2 separate regions of the Oryctolagus cuniculus genome follow, and region 1 is linked to region 2. The links are chromatin contacts, called in public Hi-C maps. All regions are on one chromosome and are shown on one strand. The core of a region is the stretch at or near the end of the contact, and the rest is flanking DNA. Distances in the headings are between cores, read along the strand shown. Region 1 has its middle 200 kb from the start of DMRTA1. Region 2 has its middle 110 kb from the start of CDKN2B.

Region 1 (5,046 bases), core at 1,399-3,898, 100 kb after region 2:
AAGGTAGTTTTGAATGGGATTTAGCCTGGCAGTCAATTTTGCTCCATTCCAATGGCATTTCATAGTTTCTCCCCTCCATTTATATAAAGGCCCTTAGATTTCTAAATGTTTCAATTTTCTATTCTTAAAATTTGGTTTCTACAGCAGCAACATAATGGCCACCAAAAGTGGCAAATCAGTCGGTCAAAGTAGATAGGAGCTCAGGCTGTGGACTAGATCACCACTGGTTCAGACCTTGGGCCTTTTATGTGCCCATGGATGCTGTGGGAAAACTATTCCATGGGAAATGGAGTCTACTGGACAAAATATGAATGACCTGCCAAAAGAAGGGAACATATGACAGGGGTTGGTCAGAGAGTATGTTTCCATTATGTGGGCATTAAAACGGAGCATTTTAGTTTCTGCATATCAAAAAACTAATAAAAGGTCTAATCTATTTTAAATTCAAAATAAGTTTTCCCCCCAATTCTCAGATCTCCCCGGCATTCTTAGGACCTCAAATTATGTCAGAAGAAATTGCTATTCACTTCAAACACAGTTTTAAATCTCTCTAAACATGAGTTTTCCTGTCTATTGTTGGATATAATAATTATATCTATATATACCTTTTAGGGTTGTTGAGAGTATTAAATGAATCAATGCTGTTAGAGCCCGTAAGTGGGGCCAGGAGTATTCTATGTACTCAATTAATGCTGGCCATTATCTTGGAAGCTGAAAGCTGTATGAACAGTTATTTGTATGCATGATTTATTTCTACATCAAGGGTTTCTAAATTCAGGACTAGAGTATATGCTTTCAAAGAATACGGCATTTATTTATTTATTTATTTAAAATGCAGAACATAAGAGGGGGAGAGGGAGAGAGATCATTCATGTTCTTATTCATTCCTGAAGTGGCTACAACAGCCAAGGCTGAGACAGGCTGAAGCCAGGAAGTCCAAGTAGTCTTCTATGCAGGTGGTGGGGCCCACACATCTGGATCACCTTCCTCTGCCTTCCCAGGTGCATTCACAGGAAGCAGAATCAGAAGCAGAGGAGTATGGACTCAACTGGCATTCTGACATGGAGCTGTGGCGTTGCAAGCAGCAGATTAGCCAGCTGCACCACAGCACTGGCCCCTGCACTTTCTTGATTTTTCTTTTCTCATTCTCATACAAAAATAAGTGTGGACAGATGATTGTTCTTATGGCTTTAGTTAACATTTAATTTTGAATTGGACCACAGGAACTACTTTTTATTTCCTTCATGGCTTACACACTTTGTAAGAAGGATCATCTTAGATTGCCTGGGGAGAAATGAGGAACACAGGGCCCTGAAGGGCCACCTGGACCACTGAGGTGAATGAAAGGAGGGATGGTCAAGGTGGCATGTACCAATGCCATCTCACTAGTCCCAGTGATCAATTTCTGTTCACAATTGGTCATAATGATAGGACTGAGAACCAAAGGGATCACATAAACAAGACTAGTGTCTGCAAATACTAACTGATAGAATAAAAAAGGGAGCGAACGATCCAACATGGGAAGCGAGATACACAGCAGACTCATAGAATGGCAGATGTCCTAAACAGCACTCTGGTCTCAGAATCAGCCCTTAAGGCATGCGGATCTGGCTGAAAAGCCCATGAGAGTATTTCAGGCATGGAAAGCCAAGACACTCCGGAAAAACAAAACAAAACAAAACAAAAACCACCTAAATGAAAGATCTCCATGAGTGAGATCTCAGTGGAAAGAACAGGTCATCAAAGAAGGAGGTACCTTTCTCTGAAGGGAGGAGAGAACTTCCACTTTGACAACTCATGATTAGAGCCTAGGGTGATTACTGTTGCCATAAACAAGATTGTCAATTTGTTAAGTCAACAACAGGAGTCACTGTGCACTTACTCCTCATATAGGATCTCTGTCCTTAATGTGCTGTACCTTGTGATTTAATGCTATAACTAGTACTCAAACAGTATTTTTCACTTTGTGTTCTATGTGGGTGCAAACTGTTGAAATCTTTACTTAATATATGCTAAACTGATCTTCTGTATATAAAGAGAATTGAAAATGAATCTTGATGTGAATGGAAGGGGGGAGGGAGCGGGAAAGGGGAGGGTTGCGTGTGGGAGGGAAGTTATGGGGGGGGAAGCCATTGTAATCCATAAGCTGTACTTTGGAAATCTATATTCATTAAATAAAAGTTAAAAAAATAAAATAATCTGTTAAAACCCAACAAAAATAAATAAAAGAATATTTCATATGAAAAAAAGAGGAGGGATGGTTTGAGGAGCTCGGGGAACCGGCTTTGGCAGACAGAGTGTCCTCCCAAGTAACCTCAGTTCTTTGTAGCCCCAAATAAGGTCATTTATGACTCATTTCTGTCTCCCTCCCCAGGCAAAAGCAAGTCTCGGTCCATGCCAGTTTATCCCTTGATTTGGAAATCGTCTCTGGCTTTCAGACACAACTATGTCTGAAATTAAGATTAAGACCTGTAGGTCTCTGGGGGCCAAAATGGAAATGAATGCTGAAAATTCCCCTACCTACCTTGAAAGGCTACCCTGGACAGAGGGATTGCTTTCTTGGTTGAGGTTTATCTTCCCAGGTGTTTTGAAGAAGCCTAAAGAGCCAGTCAGTGGGTGTGAGTCATCAGGCTGTGGTGAGATTAGAAATTCCTAACACATGATATGGGAGTCCAGTGTTTGAGGCCCAGAAGATGAAGGGCAGCAGGGCTGTACGGTTTCATGCCTCGCCTCCACCTCACAACCCTATATTCCTTCTTAAGTTTTGGACAGGTGCAGAGAATGTCACCTGTTTTCGAATCTTTTCCTCCCCTCCTCCCCCTCCTTTGTTCTTGGCCCTCGTTCCTTTTCCTGACTCTCAAAATCAGGGTAAATACTTCTTATTTCAGTTGACTACAGGAGAGACCATAACAAGGAAATTGATTTTTCTCTTGTGTGAAAATGGAGGACTATGACATGGTTAAAGGAAGGGGAAGATGGCAGAGGAGAGACAGAAGAGGTGGAGGCAGGAAAAGAACTGGAGAGGAAGAGAGGGCTAGAGGGAAGTTTAGGGGTGAAGAGGAATGGGGGGTTGAACTTGCAGAGCCCAGTGGTGGAAAACGAGTCTTTTGGAAAGACTAATCAGGGCCACAGTTGGTGAAATTGTGCCTCTCCATTTGCAAATGACATAGCTGAAGGAAACCAAACATATTGCAGAAGCTCTTTCAGGGAAGAGTAATTGCTGAAATTCACCTAATTTAATTTTTAAAAGGCGATGTCAAAAATCAGCCAGAGCACAGTACCCATAAATTTGAAGTTTTTAAGGAGCTTGGAGCCATTACTAGGCCGGCACAGGTGTTTTCTACTCCCCAGCACTCTCCATGGCACTGGCAAGTTTAATGAGGACATTGTCTGTTCGAAGTCTACCTGGTGTGCCTTCTTGGAGCAGAACGATACAAATCCCCATTATGAATAAAAGTGAGCTGTTACTAAATGCCTTCTCCTCTGCAGGACTCTGTTTCCCTTAGAGGCCACATGTTCCTGTTTAACAACCAAATTCCAATCTATCCCTTCTAGTCCAGCAGTTAAAGAACCTGGACAAGTCAGTCCATTGAGCTCCTAACAGTGCTCAAGCACTTTTCCTCCCTCGATTGTTTTTCCTTTGAGGACACCTAGTGGTGGTTTGTGGGCTGTGTTCTTCAAAGGCAAACTAAAAGTTCATAACATTTTTCTCAACACCTTCCCAGTGGAAGCCAGGACTTGCCTTAACCCTGAAGGCAAAACTGCTATGGTCCTGGTTGATGAACAGGCCCTTGCCAGATTCCGCAGTCAAAACTCACCTCCACCTTTGTCTGTTGTCAGATGAAATTCCCTGGCTTAATTGTCTCACAAGCTCATTGTTTATTGACACAAACAGATCTCTTTTTAATGACTGCAGATGGGCTACAATCTGGTCAATTTGTCTACTAACTAACAGATGTTGATAGTCTGTTTTGTGCAGACTTTTTGAGGGGGTGTAAAGGTAAAACAAAGACCTAGGAGAAAGGGAATTTTTGACTACTTTATTCCATTTGGCCCTGAATTTTATTGGGCCAAAAAATTAGCATTTTTTCTTTTAAAAAAGATTTATTTACTTGAAAAGCAGAGTGACAGAGAAATGGAAAGACAAAAAGAAGGAGAGAAACACAGAAAGATCTTCCACCTGCTGGTTCACTTCTCAGATGACTGCAACAGTTAGTGCTGGGCCGACTGAAGACAGGAGCCAGTAACTCCATCCAAGTCTTCCACATGGATGGCAGGGGCCTGCACACTTGAGCCATCATATGCTACCTCCTAGACTTGTTAGCAGGAAGTTGTATGGGAAGTGGAGTAGCTGAGACTGAAAGCAGGCACGCTGATATGGATGAGGGCGTCCCAAGCAGTGGCTTAACCAGCTGTGGCACAAAGCAAACTCCAGGTAGCATTTTGATTAGTGGAAAGAGGGTAGATTTTTCTCAAATCCTGGCAGTGGAGTGCTCCTTTCTAGTTGTGTCATCAATGAAATAATCTCTCTGGCTTCCCTTTCTTCATAAAATGGAGGTGACTGTAGTTCATAAAGTGGTTGTGAATGTGACATGAAAACTTGAGACAACTGACGTAGTACCTAGTGTCTGGCACATACTAAATGACTGTTAAAAGCATCTCTACTTCCTCACTCCTCTCCATGTCTTAAACCTGGCCCTTGCTGCAATTGTGTCTGGGCTCAGGCGCTCACTGGCACTTTGCCAATGCCAGTCCCACCCATCCCCATTTAAGCATCACAACTTTGGCTCTCATTTGCCATTCAGTTCCACTGATGAGCCCTGGATTCCTCTCACAAACCTGTTCCAAAAGATCAAGGTAAATCATGCACGTTACATTTGCATACCGTTAATGAACTTGATATCTGGTATCAAAACTGTTTAGTAAATTTCCTGGGAGTTGTGGGTTCAAGAAGAGGTGACATGACTAGCTCATGGTCAGGAAGTTGTTGATACCTTGTTCGTTTTGAATTTGGCTTCAATGTAGTGACCAGATGGTTACTAATGT
Region 2 (4,600 bases), core at 1,584-4,083:
TCCAAGGGGCACAAGCATCTGTGTGTCATAACCTCATTATTTTGGATTCCATCTTCTATTGAGACCTCTGTTTACAAGGAGACTTCAAAAAGTTCATGAACATATGGAGCTAAAAGCTTATTCTGGTGAAAAAACCTGAAATCCATGCATGGAGTTTTTGAAAAGTTCATGTTAAATGCATGTTATGAGCAAACTGCATGGATTTCAAAATTTTTGTGTCAAAATAAAATCATTTAATTGCATTTTCCACAAACTTTTTGGAGTATTCTGATGTGCTAGACACAGCTGCTAAACATGTAAGATCTCAATTTTCTCAAAATGCTTTATTTAGTTATAACCATTATTTTTGTTTAGAAATGATTGGATTTAAGTGCATAAAATATCCAAGTATAGTTTATAGAGAATTCAGAAAGCAAACACTCTATATGTCCCTTTAAGTTTAAGAAATACAATTTTGTCAGTCCTTGTTTGCCTTTGTGTGCCTTCCACAATCTCACTCCCCTCCTCCTCCTAGAAATAATCACTATCCTAAAGTTTGTTTAAACCATTGTCTTGTTTTCTTTAGTTTTGCCATTTATAGATGTATCCCTAGATAACATAGTAGTTGTACTTGTCTTTTTAAGGAAATATTTATTACAGAGAGAGAGAGGGAGAGAGAAAGAGAGAGAGAGAGAGAGAGAGAGAGAGAGAGAGGTGTCTCTCATAACCTGGTTCACTCCCCAAATTCCTGCAACAGTTGTGGTTAGGCCAGGCCTAATACAGGACCTGAGAACTCAATTCAGGTCTCCCACATGGTTGCAGGGACCCACGTACTTGAGCCATCATCTGGTACCTCCTAGTATACAAATTAGCAAGAAAGTGGATAAGAAGCAGAGTGGGGCCTTGAACCCAGGCACTTGGATATGGCATGCAGGTATCTCAAGTGGCATCTTTGCTGAACCAAATGCCCAGCACTGGATTTGTTTCTTAAAATTTGATATAAATGGGATTCTATAATGAGAATTCTAAGATAATTTATCAATATTTTGAGATTCATCAATGTTAATGTGTGTAGCTATAGTTTATTTGTTACTATTACTAAATAATATTTTATTAGGTGATTTTGCTACAATTTATTCTCTATTGGTGGATATTTGGGCTATTTCCATTTTACTTCACTTTTTGCTATTATGATTCTTGCACATACCTGATATATGAACATATCTCTGTATACATATGTATATATCTCTGTCTGCTGCCTATTTTAAGATAAACTGGAAAACTGAGGTCTGATCATAAAGCAATTTGCTTAATGAATTAAAGCCATAATTTGAACCCAGCAGTCCTAGAGTTTGTATTCTTAACCACAATACTCAATAGCAAAATTATCTATAAAAATTTTATGTATTTTTTCCAATATATATGTGTGTATATATATATACATACATATATATATATATAGAGAGAGAGAGAGAGAGAGAGAGAGCTAGGGAGAGCACTATGAATACATGCACTAGCCAGGGAAGGGCCAGGCTGAGCTAGAAATCAAACTTGCTTCTCCCACATGGGCAGTAGGGATCCAGTCACTTGAGCCACTGAATCAGCAGGAAGCTGGAACTGGGAGCAGAGCCTGAACTTGAACCCAGGCCCTCTGATACAAGATGTGGGTGTTCTAACTGATGTCTTAACCTCTAAGCAAATTGCCGTCCCCACAATATTCATTTTAAAGAAGGGGTTTTGGAGAATGTAAACCAATTTGCTTAAAAGAGTGGCAATTCAGCAAAGATCAGTCTGATTAATGCCTTTTATTTTTTGTCACCCAGAGTGTATATTATGCTTTTATTTGTTAAATGTTAACTGATCACAAGAAAATGAGTTCATACTTGGCAGGATTATCTTTTTTTCCTAAAAGTGATCAGATGTCAAAATTTGAAAAGTATAGATTTTTAATTATATATATTTACTTTTTAAACAATTTACTTATTTATTTATTTGAGAGGTAGAGTTATAGACAGTGAGATGGAGAGACAGAGAGAAAGGTCTTCCATCTGCTGGTTCACTCCCCAAATGGCTGCAATGGCTGGAGCTGGGCCGATCCGAAGCCAGGAGCAGGAGCTTCTTCTGGGTCTCCCACACAGGTGCAGGGGCCCAAACACTTGGGCCATCTTCTACTGCTTTTTCAGGCCATAGCAGAGAGCTGGATTGGAAGAGGAGCTGCCGGGACTCAAACAGGCACCCATATGGGACACTGGCGCTGCAGGCAGAGGCTTTAGCCCACTACGCCACAGCACCGGTGCCTATATATATATATATATATATATATATATATATATATATATTTGCCTTACAGCTGTTATAGCACTTTCCCCTTTCAGAAATGACAAGAAAAATAGGCTTCCAGTGAAATGGAATTCTCTCTGTCTCTCCCTTTCTCTCTGTCTCTAACTCCCTCCCTTTCTTTCTCTTTTAGATTGCCAGTTCTTTTTAGCATTGTCAACACTTATGAACTCATTTATTTTCAATGACAATTAAAAACAGTCAAACATAGCTCTAGATAAGTGAGACAAGTGCCCAGTAGATGTTTATGGTGCAACACTGACAAATTATAGATTGTTCCAATCAAGATAGCATTAATACAATTAAAATTTGGATGTATAAAACCCTTGAGAAGGAGTGTTTGGTGTATTGGCAACCCCATGAGTTAGACAGTTGGTGTAAAAGTCTGGGTTTTGACATGAAAGGAATAAAAATAAAAAAAATAAAAATGGAAGCCTGGATGAATCACCAGTGTCCTAGAGATTCTTGGCTGGAAGTTTTTCCCACCACATGATAAGTATTTTCAAGGCAAATAAAACCAAAATCTCTCTGCCATATGAGTCACATCTTTGTTGGTTGCAAGTGGCTGAATTCTTGTAATAGCTTAGGTAGGAAGGAGAAAATGCTGGTTCCTGGAATACCAGGAAGAAACAACCAAACCATGGGAAGGACAGGGCTTTAGCTGGATTCCAGAACACCTGAACCATCTGAAGGGGGTCACTCCCTCCTGGGGGATCTCCTCCAAGTCCTGTCCTACTTTCTTTCTGCATTTTTGCCCTTCTTTTTCGTTGTAAATTAGCTCCTTTCACATGGCAAGGTATGCTGCTGTCAGCACTTCCCGACTACATCTACCACTGGTGAAGGATTAATTTATATTCTCTTGTAAAAAATAAATAGCCAGCGCCGCAGCTCACTAGGCTAATCCTCCGCCTTGTGGTGCCGGCACACCGGGTTCTAGTCCCGGTCGGGGCGCCGGATTCTGTCCCGGTTGCCCGGTTGCCCCTCTTCCAGGCCAGCTCTCTGCTATGGCCCGGGAGTGCAGTGGAGGATGGCCCAAGTGCGTGGGCCCTGCACCCCATGGGAGACCAGGAGAAGCACCTGGCTCCTGCCTTCGGATCAGCGCAATGCGCCGGCCCCGGCGGCCATTGGAGGGTGAACCAACGGCAAAACGAAGACCTTTCTCTCTGTCTCTCTGTCTCTTTCACTGTCCACTCTGCCTGTCAAAAATAAATAAATAAATAAATAAATTGCCAGGGGAGAACCTGACTATCTTATACTGAAGATATAGGCCATTTTTGGATGAACGTAGTGTTGTCTAGGAGTGGTGGAGCTATATGAACACATGAATTTTTTTTAAATCCAGTTGTTGATTTGGAAAGGACATTCTCAAAAGGGGAGTGCAGTTTACAGAAGGAGGTGGAATGGATAAGGTAAAACAATAACTCTTCACTGTATGAGGGTAATTCAAAGAGTTCATGGAAAAACAAAATTAAAAGAAATGTTTATTTTGGTGTGAAAATGAAAAATCCATACATATTTTTCTCATGATAAACATCTTCCATAAACCTTTTGAAGTATCCTTATGCTGCTCAAATAATCCCTGTGATATTTTCAGTATATTAGACTTTTAATTTTTATTTATTTGAGAGGCAGAGGAAAAAAGAAGGAGAGGGAGAGGAGGCAAAGGGAGAAGGAGAGGACAGGAGGGAGAAGGAGGGGCGGAGAAGGGAGAGGGAGGGGTGGGGAGGAAGAGAGATGGGAGAAGTAGTGGAGGGAGAGGGAGAGGGAGAGGAGGGAGAGGAAGGTGAAGGATAGGAAGGAGAAGGAGTGGAGGTAGAGGAGGGAGAGGGAGAGGAGAAAAGGGAAGGGAGAGGGAGAGGGAGAGGAAGGGAAAGGAGGGAGAGGGTGAGGGAGAGGGAGGAAAGGCCCAAAGGCTGAGACAACCAGGGCTAGGCCAGGTTGAAGCTAGAAGGCAGAAACTGAATCCAGGTCTCCAAAGCAGATGGCAGGAACCAACTTACTTGAGCCATTATCTGCTGCCTCCTAGTGTCTGCATTAGTAGCAACCTAGAACTGGGTGTTGAGCAGAGACTTGAACCCAGGAGCTCTGATGTGGGTTGTGCACATCTCAAGTGGTGCTTTAACTGGTATGCCAAATGCCTACCCCAAAAGGAATTTTAAAATGTTCCCCAACTGTTACAGCAAATTCATCTTATATTTTCTTCACAGATTATTTCATTTGCAATTTACCTGAATTATTTTTAAATAAACATTCAACATGAGAAAATGAGAGCCCTGTCTTCTTG

What was found. Hi-C and Micro-C count contacts between places; a contact is called where the count stands out from the background.
Region 1: a Hi-C map of liver shows a contact between it and region 2, with 7 times the contacts expected there. The contact joins two enhancer-like sites. A contact is called at or near these places in 3 of 6 Hi-C or Micro-C datasets (liver, skin fibroblasts and an unstated tissue).

The regions. Positions count from the first base shown.
Region 1 is chr1:185,283,978-185,289,023 of mOryCun1.1, forward strand. It overlaps the pseudogene LOC100339615. Among named protein-coding and RNA genes, the nearest start is that of DMRTA1, 200 kb to the right of the region's middle. Within about 2 kb of position 2,649, at least 1 of the 8 cell types and tissues checked has an H3K27ac peak or open chromatin away from gene starts, as enhancers often do.
Region 2 is chr1:185,181,343-185,185,942 of mOryCun1.1, forward strand. No RefSeq gene overlaps it. Among named protein-coding and RNA genes, the nearest start is that of CDKN2B, 110 kb to the left of the region's middle. Within about 2 kb of position 2,834, at least 1 of the 8 cell types and tissues checked has an H3K27ac peak or open chromatin away from gene starts, as enhancers often do.